2 separate regions of the Ovis canadensis genome follow, and region 2 is linked to region 1. A link is a contact called in public Hi-C data. All regions are on one chromosome and are shown on one strand. Each heading gives the region's core, a stretch centred on a gene start, on an enhancer-like site or on the middle of the called end of the contact. The rest is flanking DNA. Distances are from core to core; before and after follow the strand shown. Region 1 has its middle 58 kb from the start of COMTD1. Region 2 holds the start of ZNF503 (zinc finger protein 503).

Evidence for each region. A called contact is a pair of places that touch in the nucleus more often than the background predicts.
Region 2: a contact with region 1 is called in a Hi-C map of lung, with 3 times the contacts expected there. The contact joins the promoter of ZNF503 here to the enhancer-like site in region 1. A contact is called at or near these places in 2 of 2 Hi-C or Micro-C datasets (fibroblasts and lung).

Annotation. Positions count from the first base shown.
Region 1 is chr25:48,621,278-48,626,043 of ARS-UI_OviCan_v2, reverse strand. No RefSeq gene overlaps it. Among named protein-coding and RNA genes, the nearest start is that of COMTD1, 58 kb to the right of the region's middle. Within about 2 kb of position 1,898, the one cell type or tissue checked has open chromatin away from gene starts, as enhancers often do. A contact at or near this core is called in fibroblasts, where this site is marked.
Region 2 is chr25:48,704,038-48,708,803 of ARS-UI_OviCan_v2, reverse strand. ZNF503 (zinc finger protein 503) reads left to right here and starts at 2,201. Exons shown (of 2, transcript XM_069572197.1): 1 at 2,201-3,064; 2 at 3,799-4,766. The coding sequence starts at 2,744. LOC138430189 (a long non-coding RNA gene) reads right to left here and starts at 2,689. Exons shown (of 5, transcript XR_011253042.1): 1 at 2,317-2,689; 2 at 1,907-2,070.

The DNA.
Region 1 (4,766 bases), core at 649-3,148:
AGCCAAGAGAGAATTCTAAGCAGGGGTCAGACTTGCTTTTCAAATAACTCATTTTGGCTGGACCAAGATTTCCTCTGAGTTCAGGAGCCATCTCGGTTGGTATCTACATTTCTTTGCATATTTGCATCTATGCCTCTCTGCATTCTTCTCTTCCTTCTCTCTCTCTCCAGGCATTTTCATGTTTCTGCTCCATCTGAGTATTTCTTTCCATTTTTTTCTCAACACACCACCCCTTGAAGATGTCCTTCAACTGTCTCTATCTTATCTGTACCCAGACACCTTTCCGAGTCCATCTCTGGGATGCATTTTCTCCAGAACACCACCCCCTACCCCAGGCTGAGGTCCTTCACAAACAAGTAAGAGAACTATGAGCTCTTCAGGGCTTTCCCAGTGTACTGGCAAGGCGTCTGGAAGAAGAAGGGCCTGAGCCACCCTCTACTGGGCCGAGTGGGCAAGTCCCCATGCCTGCATGGAACCAATGATCTGGGATCACTACACTCTCATCTCAGATATTCTGATACTGCTCACGTTGGGGATGGGGCTAATAGCTCCCAACGCCCACCTAGCCTCCATCATGAAAGCCTACTGCCCAGATGCTCAGACCCTGACCTCCTGCTCTGCAGTGCTTCCTGGCGTCTGCCCACCTTCCTCAGGGGCTGGACCAAGGGGTTAGAGGGGAACAGCTCCTCTCCCAAGCTGAGCCTGGGACTCCTCTCTGGGACAGTCCCCTCCCCTGGGACAAGAGGGTCAAGCTGCTCTTGGAGACATGACCTCAGAGATGTGCAGCAAGGGCCCAGGCCCAATTTATCACCACGGGGCTATAATTAGGTTTGTTAACATACAGTCGAGTGTAGTCTTGTTGACTAGGAACTTAATCACGTTACTATTGAGTTCCTGTACGCATTGCTCCGGGTGACTGTTTTACTTGTAGAGTTATAGCCAAGCCCAACGGGAGGAAATTAGCTTTGGACACAAGTTTGGAGGGGGGTTCTTTTTCCTCCTGACTTTGTCTCCCTCTCCCCACTTCCATGTGAAAATATTTAGCAAACAGTGACAATGATGAAAAACAGTAGGAAACAAAATGTTCTACATTAGTATAAAACATGAAAAATGCAGCAAGGACCCTTAGCGGTACAACATGTGTTATGCTGGCTGGCAGTCCATTAGCTCTGATAGACATTTCACTTACCTAAGTCAAATATAACAGTCTAGTATTCATTAATATAAGAAGGGGCTGTGGAATCAGAGCTACCATCTGGCTGGGCCGACAGAATAATCTACAACTCATGATTAGGTCTAAGGAGTGGGGTTTCACTTTAATCTTTCTCATTGCTCGAAATTTCCATCTGCGCAGTTCGGCACATCATTTTTCTTCAAGACAAATGTGCTGTTTTTCATGTTCCAAAATTAGATCAGAAGAAAACGATTAATCATGTCACGGCCTGGGAAAGGAAACAAAGCTCCGATATTCAGCTCTCCCCTCACCCCTCCCCACCCGCCACTCCCCGGGCCCCCGGACGGTTGCAAGTTTCCCTTTTTTCCCCCAACCTCTGGGTTTTCAGCACAACTTTTGGAGACCCACAGCCAGCGGAGAGGAGAAGGGTGGACAGAAGGGAGAGGGCGCCGCCGGCTGGACTCGACGGGAGAGTGGGAGGCGAGGGGCGGGGGCCGGGGCCCCTCGGTGGGGTGCTCCTCGGCCCCCTCCCGGTGACCGCGTGGGGAGAGGGGAGATGTGCGGGTCTGCACCCATCGCCCCGGGAGCCGCGGAGCCCGGCGCTGGGCGCTGCCACGGACCCAGAGTGACAAAAAGGGCTGCGCGGCTGCCTCCCTCCTGCGTCCCCTCCCACGGCCGCCGCGGCCCTGTCTGTCAGCCTGCTCGCAAGTCATAACAAATCCCTGGCGCGGAGCTGAAGCTGAGCATTTGCCGGAGCGTCATGGGGATGATGAATGACCCGCAGGCCTTTGAAGTGCTCTGCCAGTTCAGCTGGGTCCGCGGTGCTGACAGAGAAATATACACAACAGCGTAACCAATAATGAGAACATTAAACATTCCTGCGCCGTGACAGGCTGACAGAAAAACCCAGGCTCCCATCAATCATCGCGCAGATAGAACCTTGACAATTGGCCCCTCACTGATACCCGCGGTCACCTTGCCCTCTCCCCCGCTCGCCCTGGCCCTCTCCCTTCTTCTCCCTCCGGTTTTCCTCTTTCTTTCCTTCCTGGCTCCCCCACCCCTCTTTTCCAGACTCTCTCTCGGAGCCTCTCTACCCTCCCTCTCCTTTTCCTCACAGTCCTCTGCCCTCGGGTGACTGCCTTCTGGGCCTCTCAGAGGTCAAGTGAGGTTTGAGTTACTTCCATTTGGTTAGGTCGCCCCTGCCTGAAAGCAGGCAGAGATGTTACATCGTGGTGAGAAGTATGAGATCTTCAAGTTTATATTTCCAATCCGTGGCTTTTAGCCACATACAAATAACAAAATAATCACTATAAATAAAACCTCATTTGGAAATATTAAAAGTCTAAAGCAAGATCCTCGGAGAAAGTGAGGTGTGAGGCCCACATGAAGCCTCACATCCTCCTTTGCAGGGGGAGGGTCTCTCTGGGTTCTTCCTGTGTGATTTTGGCCAGGAAACCTCTTTGTGCTGGCCTCTGCCTCCTTCCTTTCAACTGGGCCTATCTGACAGGATCTGATTTCTGATTTGTCTGAAAAGTAAAAAAAAAAAAAAAAAAACCAGCAGAGAAACACAAAGATCCCTTCCTTTTTCTCTGACAGGAAATGAAATCTACCCAGATAAAGCATATTGGATGGACCTTCACCGTGCCCCCTGACCGAGCTGCCCAACCTCTCAGCCACTCTCTGGACCCTCCAGGATTCCCAACAGAACTTGGTTTGGGTCACATTTCCTGGGCCAAGCCTCTACTCTCTCTGTGCGAAGGCGGGGCATCACCTCAGCCCACATACGCAGATTACTCCTGCCAGGCCCACTCACCACTGGCCAGCAGGGGCCCATGATGAGAAGCCAGGTTCCCAGTCCCACCATGAGAACCTGGACAAGGCTCAAATTTTCCCAGACCTCTACTTCTTCATCCAAACATGGGAGAAATCTCTGCTGCAGGGCTCTTTACCTTCTCCAGGTACAGTTATTTTCCTTTTATTCTTGGAGGGCTTTTCTGTTTTCATTTTGGTTTTTGGGGAGAGAAGACATTCTTGATCTTCCAAAAAGTCATGAAAAACTCCCTACAACCTCCACACATGTATCCAGAGACAGTGAGCAACAAAGGGGATGGGTCACTTCATAGTCAGCCAGGGACCAAGGGTGTTATGAGGAGTCTGGCAGGGACTTGGGGGTGGAGGCAAGAAGGCCTATAACAATTCAAATACATTTGCATATTAAGGCAAGGGAGTCAGTTCAGGTGTGAAGAAGAGAGCATCTGTTGGGGAAACGTCTGCTCCACACTCTAGAGAAGTTTGTCCTTTCTTCTCTGCCCACCTGGAAAGGCCAGCTCTGTTCCCACCACATTTCTGCTTGTTCTGCTTACCTGGCATACAGTGACCTTGCCCTCCTCGACTTCCTATAACCCCTGGCTCAGATGAGCATCTTATCTGCTCAACTAGGCTTGAAGCTACTTGAGGGCTAGAATGGTGGTGTCATGCTCTGCTCTTCTCTGGGTCACCTGGGACCAGGATGAGGTCTTGTTCTTAAGTGCCTACTCACCCATAGCGCCCTACTCTAAAGTACTGCTACAACTAGGTCTGCTCAAGAGGAAGACCTTGCAGGCATGTCTGCACCATATAAGCCTACCATCTGCCACAGATGATCATTCCAGTAGTGAATGCTTATCCCTACAACCAATCAGATTCTCTTTTCCTTGAAAATATGAATTCAGGTAGTGTTTGGGGCTGGAGCAACCATGATGAGCCATGAACATGCTGGAGAAGTAGGGGGAAATGCTGATCTTCAAAGTGAAGTAGGAGAATTAGGAGATGGGCAAAAAGAAGCAGATGAGAAATCCCAGGTAGATCCAGAAGATGGCATAGCTTTAATTTTTGACTGGCCCATTCCTGGCCCATGAGTCCTGGTTGCACTGCTTCCTGCCCTTGGATACCTGCGAGATACCTGACCTCTGGGAAAGACATGTGATCCAGGCCTGGCCAGTCATTCTATCCTATCGTTCTGCCTAAAAAGATTGGCCCAGGGATAGGCATGAGGCCTATGTCAGGCCAATCAGAGTCCTTCCCTGGGTCTTCATATGTAGATTCTGAAAGAGAGATGTTCTCCATTCCTTTGGATTGAAAATAGTGAGCCTAGGACCCCAGAGCTGCCAGCACTAGGCTGCCACTGCCTGGAAGAGGAAACCAGCTGACTGCAGGAGCGAATCAAAGCAGTAGGGCCCAAAAAGACAAGTCTGATGACTTCTTCAGGTCCCTGGTCTAGTTAAGCCTGAAGCCCTCTCTACCACGGACCTTCACAGCAGGTAAGTCAGCACATTCCCTTTCTTGCTTTTACTAGGTTTAGATATGTTTTTGTCATTTGCAACCCAGTATTTTCAGGTGTTCAGGGCATGTGTCAGTTCAAAAGGATTCACCTAAAATCAATAAATGCTCCTATTCTTTTTTTTTTTTTAACATATTCATCCATGAATAAGAATCTGTTGAGGCCAAGAACAAGGAGGGGCTGCAGTGAGTCTTTTCTGATTTTTTCCTCCCCCAAAGTCCTCCCTCTGACCTCAGCCCTCATGCCAGGCAGACAGCTCATTTTCAGGCCAGG
Region 2 (4,766 bases), core at 952-3,451, 82 kb before region 1:
CGCATAAAAAGAATGCCTACGAGAAATTCTAAAACTCACCCCTAGAAAGTTCTCGGTACCTGTGCGGAGTGGGAGACAGAGACAAAAATGAGGGAGGGAGGAATGGGGTGGTGAGAGTGGAAACCGCGAGCACGCCGAAGGCAGGTCCCAGACCCGACTTCGGCGCCGACGGGGCACCGGCCGGGTGAGCAAGGGTGGAAACCGGGTCTCAAGGCCCGGCCCCCGCCCCTGCCCCCCCGCGCGGGTACAGACTGGCTCCCGGCTCCCCAGCGCTCCCAGCCCCACCATTTATCAAAAGGACTTGACAACAAAAGAAGAGCCGGGGTGGAAAAGGGCGAGGGGGAGGGGAGAGTCAAAGTCTTCCAAGTCCTTCCGAGGAAAGGGATGTACCCTTCTCTCGCCCCCTTCCAGTTTCTGCGAGCTTTTGGAGGTCACCCACCCCTCGAATTCGCTCCGGACGCTACCAAAGCCCTGACAACTCACACAGATGCACAGGCATTCATACACACTTCTGCACTCAGATCCAGGTACGCGGAGGCACGCAGAGCGCCTCCCCTCTGCCTTCCCAACAGTCCGAATGACGGTGCAAATCGAGGGGAACGCGGCGGTCCCGCTCCGCTTCCCTGGAAGAGCCAGTTGTTCCCACAGGCAGCCGCCCCCACCCCACCCCACCCCACCGCACCCACCCTCTCTCTCTTGCTTCTTCCCTCTGCTCTCCCCGCGCTGGTCAGTCCCGGCTCGGCGTTCCAATAAATTCGAGCGAGCAGCCCAGAGTAACCCTGGCTACCAAGACTGCGGGGATGGCAGGGGTTGAGGGAGGGCTGGAAGAGGGGGCCTGAGTGAGCCTGGAACCTATCTGCCCCAAACACACACGTCAGGCCTCTTCTTCGCAACCTCTCAGCCCTAGCCACGATGGGGGACGGGTGTCAAAGAACTGAGGGGGGGGGGTACCCCACCACTGACCTCCAGAACTCAAGGCTACGTTGGTAATGTGGCTCTTAGAAAGAAGCTTCCGAGTTTGGAGTCAGGGCACTAGGGAGGGGGTAGAGGGGGCCAGCTGGCAGCCTGACGACTGCACTCAACGTACCCCGAAGGAAGTACCATGGCTTGGGGGGTAAAAAATCTCCCGTGTTGGACGTCGCCACTGCCTGTCTCGGATACCGAGAGCGCTCGGAACTCTGCGCGTGGCCCCAAAGGAACGGAATCCCCAGAGGTGGAAGGGTGTTATCTCTCTCTCCAGTACCTAGAGGAGCGAGGCGCACACCCCAGGCCAGCGCACCCTTCTCAGCGCCCTTGGCGCACCTGCGCACTTTACTCTCACTATTCATTTTCCTGACACCGAGCGCCTCTTTCTCTTCTTTCATTCTTTTTCTTAGAGCCCCCGCCTCTCATCCCAGGAGGCTGCTCCTCCTTCCCCCTCCTTCAGTTCCCCCTCAGTCTCTTCCTTCCTCTGCGTCTCTCTCTCCCTCTCCCTTTTTCCCTTCAAGTCGCACCCGCCTTGTAATCAGCAACAAAAGCTGACATAAATCACCGGCGGATTGACAAGAGCTGACAAATAACTGATTGATTGCGGTCGAGGAACATTGACAATTGATGGAGGGGTGGAGATGCCCAGAGAACTCGGGAGGCGGGGGCGCGGGTAGAAGAGAGGGTGGCAAAGGAGAGTAAGAATTGCGGGGGGGTGCTGAGTGTGAAACAGAGGAAACATGTGACCCCCCTCCTGCCCCAATCTGCGCATCTCCGGGCGTCACGTGGCCGGGAAGGGCGGGGAACCTAGCTTAGAGCCGAGACTTGCCTCCTCCGCCTCCGCTGCCCACCTAGCTTCTGGTTTCTCTGCCGCCGAATCCCGGGAAATCAAAGCGGGCGGGCGGACTTCCTCCAACACCCGCTCCCCACCTTTCCTTACCCAGGCGGCTGCACCGCAGGAGATTTCAATTACTGAGGCGGGGGAGAGAATACTTGGGGGTGTGGACCTCCGTGGCGGCCCTGGAGTTGACAGTCCGGCCGTTGTCCAGACTCCTGCTAGTGCTCCTTCTGAACACGCTCAAACTGTTCCTTGCAAGCACCCTCCTGCAAAAGAAGGTTTCAGTTTATTCTCCAGCTGGGGAAAAGGACGACGAGGAAGAAAAGAGAGGGAGGCGGCAGATAGCAAACGTAGAATAAATGTCCAGCTCGTCCTCCGAGCGAAATCTAGGGAGGGGACACGCAGGGGGAGCGGCAAAGAGGGAGCTGCCCATTAAAACCAGCGCTGAGAGTCCTGGCGGCGGCGGCGGCGGCGGCGCGGGACGCGTCACATCCCCTTGACCCTCCAATCACCTCGGGCTCCCATTTGATTGGAAGGCGGCAAAGGCTTTAATCTCCCCCTCGGTGCAGCTGCTTTTGAAGTGAGTTTCCTCGCCAGAGCCCCGGCTGGACAGGCAGCGGCTCACATCGCGGAGAGCAGCGCCAGCGCCGGGCCGCGAGTGCGCAGCGCAGGGGCACAGCCCAAGGCCGACACGGCTAGCCACCCGGCACTCCCGCAGTCGGGCCGGCTCCTCCCGCTCGGCCGCGGCTCCGCTGCGGGCCACCCAGGATTATTCGCGTGTGGCTCCAGGCGCCAAGAAGGCGCGCTGGGCGCCTGTGACCGCCGCGTCAGCTCCACCTCCTCCTGCTGCTCCTGCTCCCCGGGCGAGAGCGCAGCCCGGAGCCCGCCCCGCGCCTCCTGGAGCCCTCCCCCCGCTGCTCCCATGCGCGCGGGTGGGTCATGAGCACAGCGCCCTCGCTTTCTGCCTTAAGAAGCAGTAAGCACAGCGGCGGCGGCGGCGGCGGCGGCGGCGGCGGCGGCGGCGGTGCGGACCCTGCCTGGACCAGCGCGCTCTCTGGAAATAGCTCCGGCCCCGGCCCAGGCTCGTCCCCGGCCGGCAGCACCAAGCCTTTTGTGCACGCTGTGCCCCCCTCTGACCCCCTCCGCCAGGCTAACCGCCTGCCCATCAAGGTGCTGAAGATGCTGACGGCACGGACTGGCCACATTTTGCATCCTGAGTACCTGCAGCCCCTGCCTTCCACTCCCGTCAGCCCCATAGAGGTAAGGACCCTATCCCCGGATCGCGCTGGGACCACCACTCTGGCTGCCCCTCCACGGGATTTCTTTCTCTTGTGATCTGCAGGGGGTGAAGGTGGGGGGATCGGAGTGATTCAGCTCCGGGATGAGGGGAGAGGATCGTGCTCCCGCACCTTAAAACTAGGGCGGAAAGAGGGGAGGAGGTAGAATGGGGTGTGAATGCTAGGAGCCAAGGCAATCAAAACTTGTTTCTTCCATTGGTGTTAAAGCCCCTACCTCGACCCAGGCCCCCTCACTCTCAGGCCAGAAGACAGACGGGAGTCCAAAATACGGTTCCAAAGTCCCGGTCCTCCGGTTTCCCAGAAGCTGGTATTTGTACACAGCCTCTAAGGCGCCAACGACCCGAGCCCTTACTCTGAAGTATTAGAGGTGGGGGTGGGGAGTACAGTTCTGGGTCAAAGAGTCAGAAACCAAAACATTTTTCGAGTTTTGTTTTTTTTTTTTTTTAATCCAGTTATCGCTTAGAGAGGACAGGAAAGATCCTGGTGGCGGGGCTGGGGGTGGGGTGGGGGTGCTGTGGCCTTTCTCAAGAAAGAAAATGTGTGTGTAGAAGGGATGTCTCCTAGATTTGCGCCTCGGGGCTGGAAGGATCTTTACGGTCGTGGCTGAGGTGCGCTCGAAACCTAGAAGGCAGGATTCTAAAGGGTTTCCCCTTCTTTCTTTGTGCGCCCCCCCCCCCCGCCCGTCTGACCCTGCAGCTCGATGCCAAGAAGAGCCCGCTGGCGCTGTTGGCCCAAACATGCTCGCAGATCGGGAAGCCCGACCCCTCGCCCTCGTCCAAACTCTCCTCAGTGGCCTCCAACGGGGGTGGCACGGGCGGTGCCGGCGGCGGCGCCGGGGGCGACAAGGACGCCAAGTCGGGCCCCCTCAAGCTGAGCGACATCGGCGTGGAAGACAAGTCGAGTTTCAAGCCGTACTCCAAACCCGGCTCGGATAAGAAAGAACCGGGAGGCGGCGGCGGCGGAGGAGGAGGGGGCGGCGGGGGCGGCGGCGGGGGGGTTTCGGCGGAGAAGTCCGGATTCCGGGTACCGAGCGCCACCTGCCAGCCATTCACGCCCAGGACAGGCAGCCCAAGCTCCAGCGCCTCGGCCTGTTCTCCAGGAGGCATGCTGCCTTCGGCCGGGGGCGGCCCGGATGGCAAGGACGACAAGAAGGACCCCGAGGCGGGCGGCGGCGGTGGCGGCGCCAAGGGCTCCGGGGGCGCCTCGGCCGAAGGGGGACCCACGGGGCTGGCGCACGGCCGGATTAGCTGTGGCGGCGGGATCAATGTGGACGTGAACCAGCACCCAGATGGGGGCCCCGGGGGCAAGGCTCTAGGCTCGGACTGCGGCGGCTCATCAGGCTCCGGCTCCAGCTCCGGCCCCAGCGCGCCCACCTCCTCCTCTGTGTTGGGCTCTGGGCTGGTGGCGCCCGTGTCACCCTACAAGCCGGGCCAAACAGTGTTCCCTCTGCCTCCCGCGGGCATGACCTACCCAGGGAGCCTGGCTGGGGCCTACGCCGGCTACCCGCCCCAGTTCCTGCCACACGGCGTGGCGCTCGACCCCACCAAGCCGGGCAGCCTAGTGGGGGCTCAGCTGGCGGCGGCCGCGGCGGGTTCTCTGGGCTGCAGCAAGCCCGCCGGCTCGAGCCCCTTGGCCGGAGCGTCACCGCCGTCCGTGATGACAGC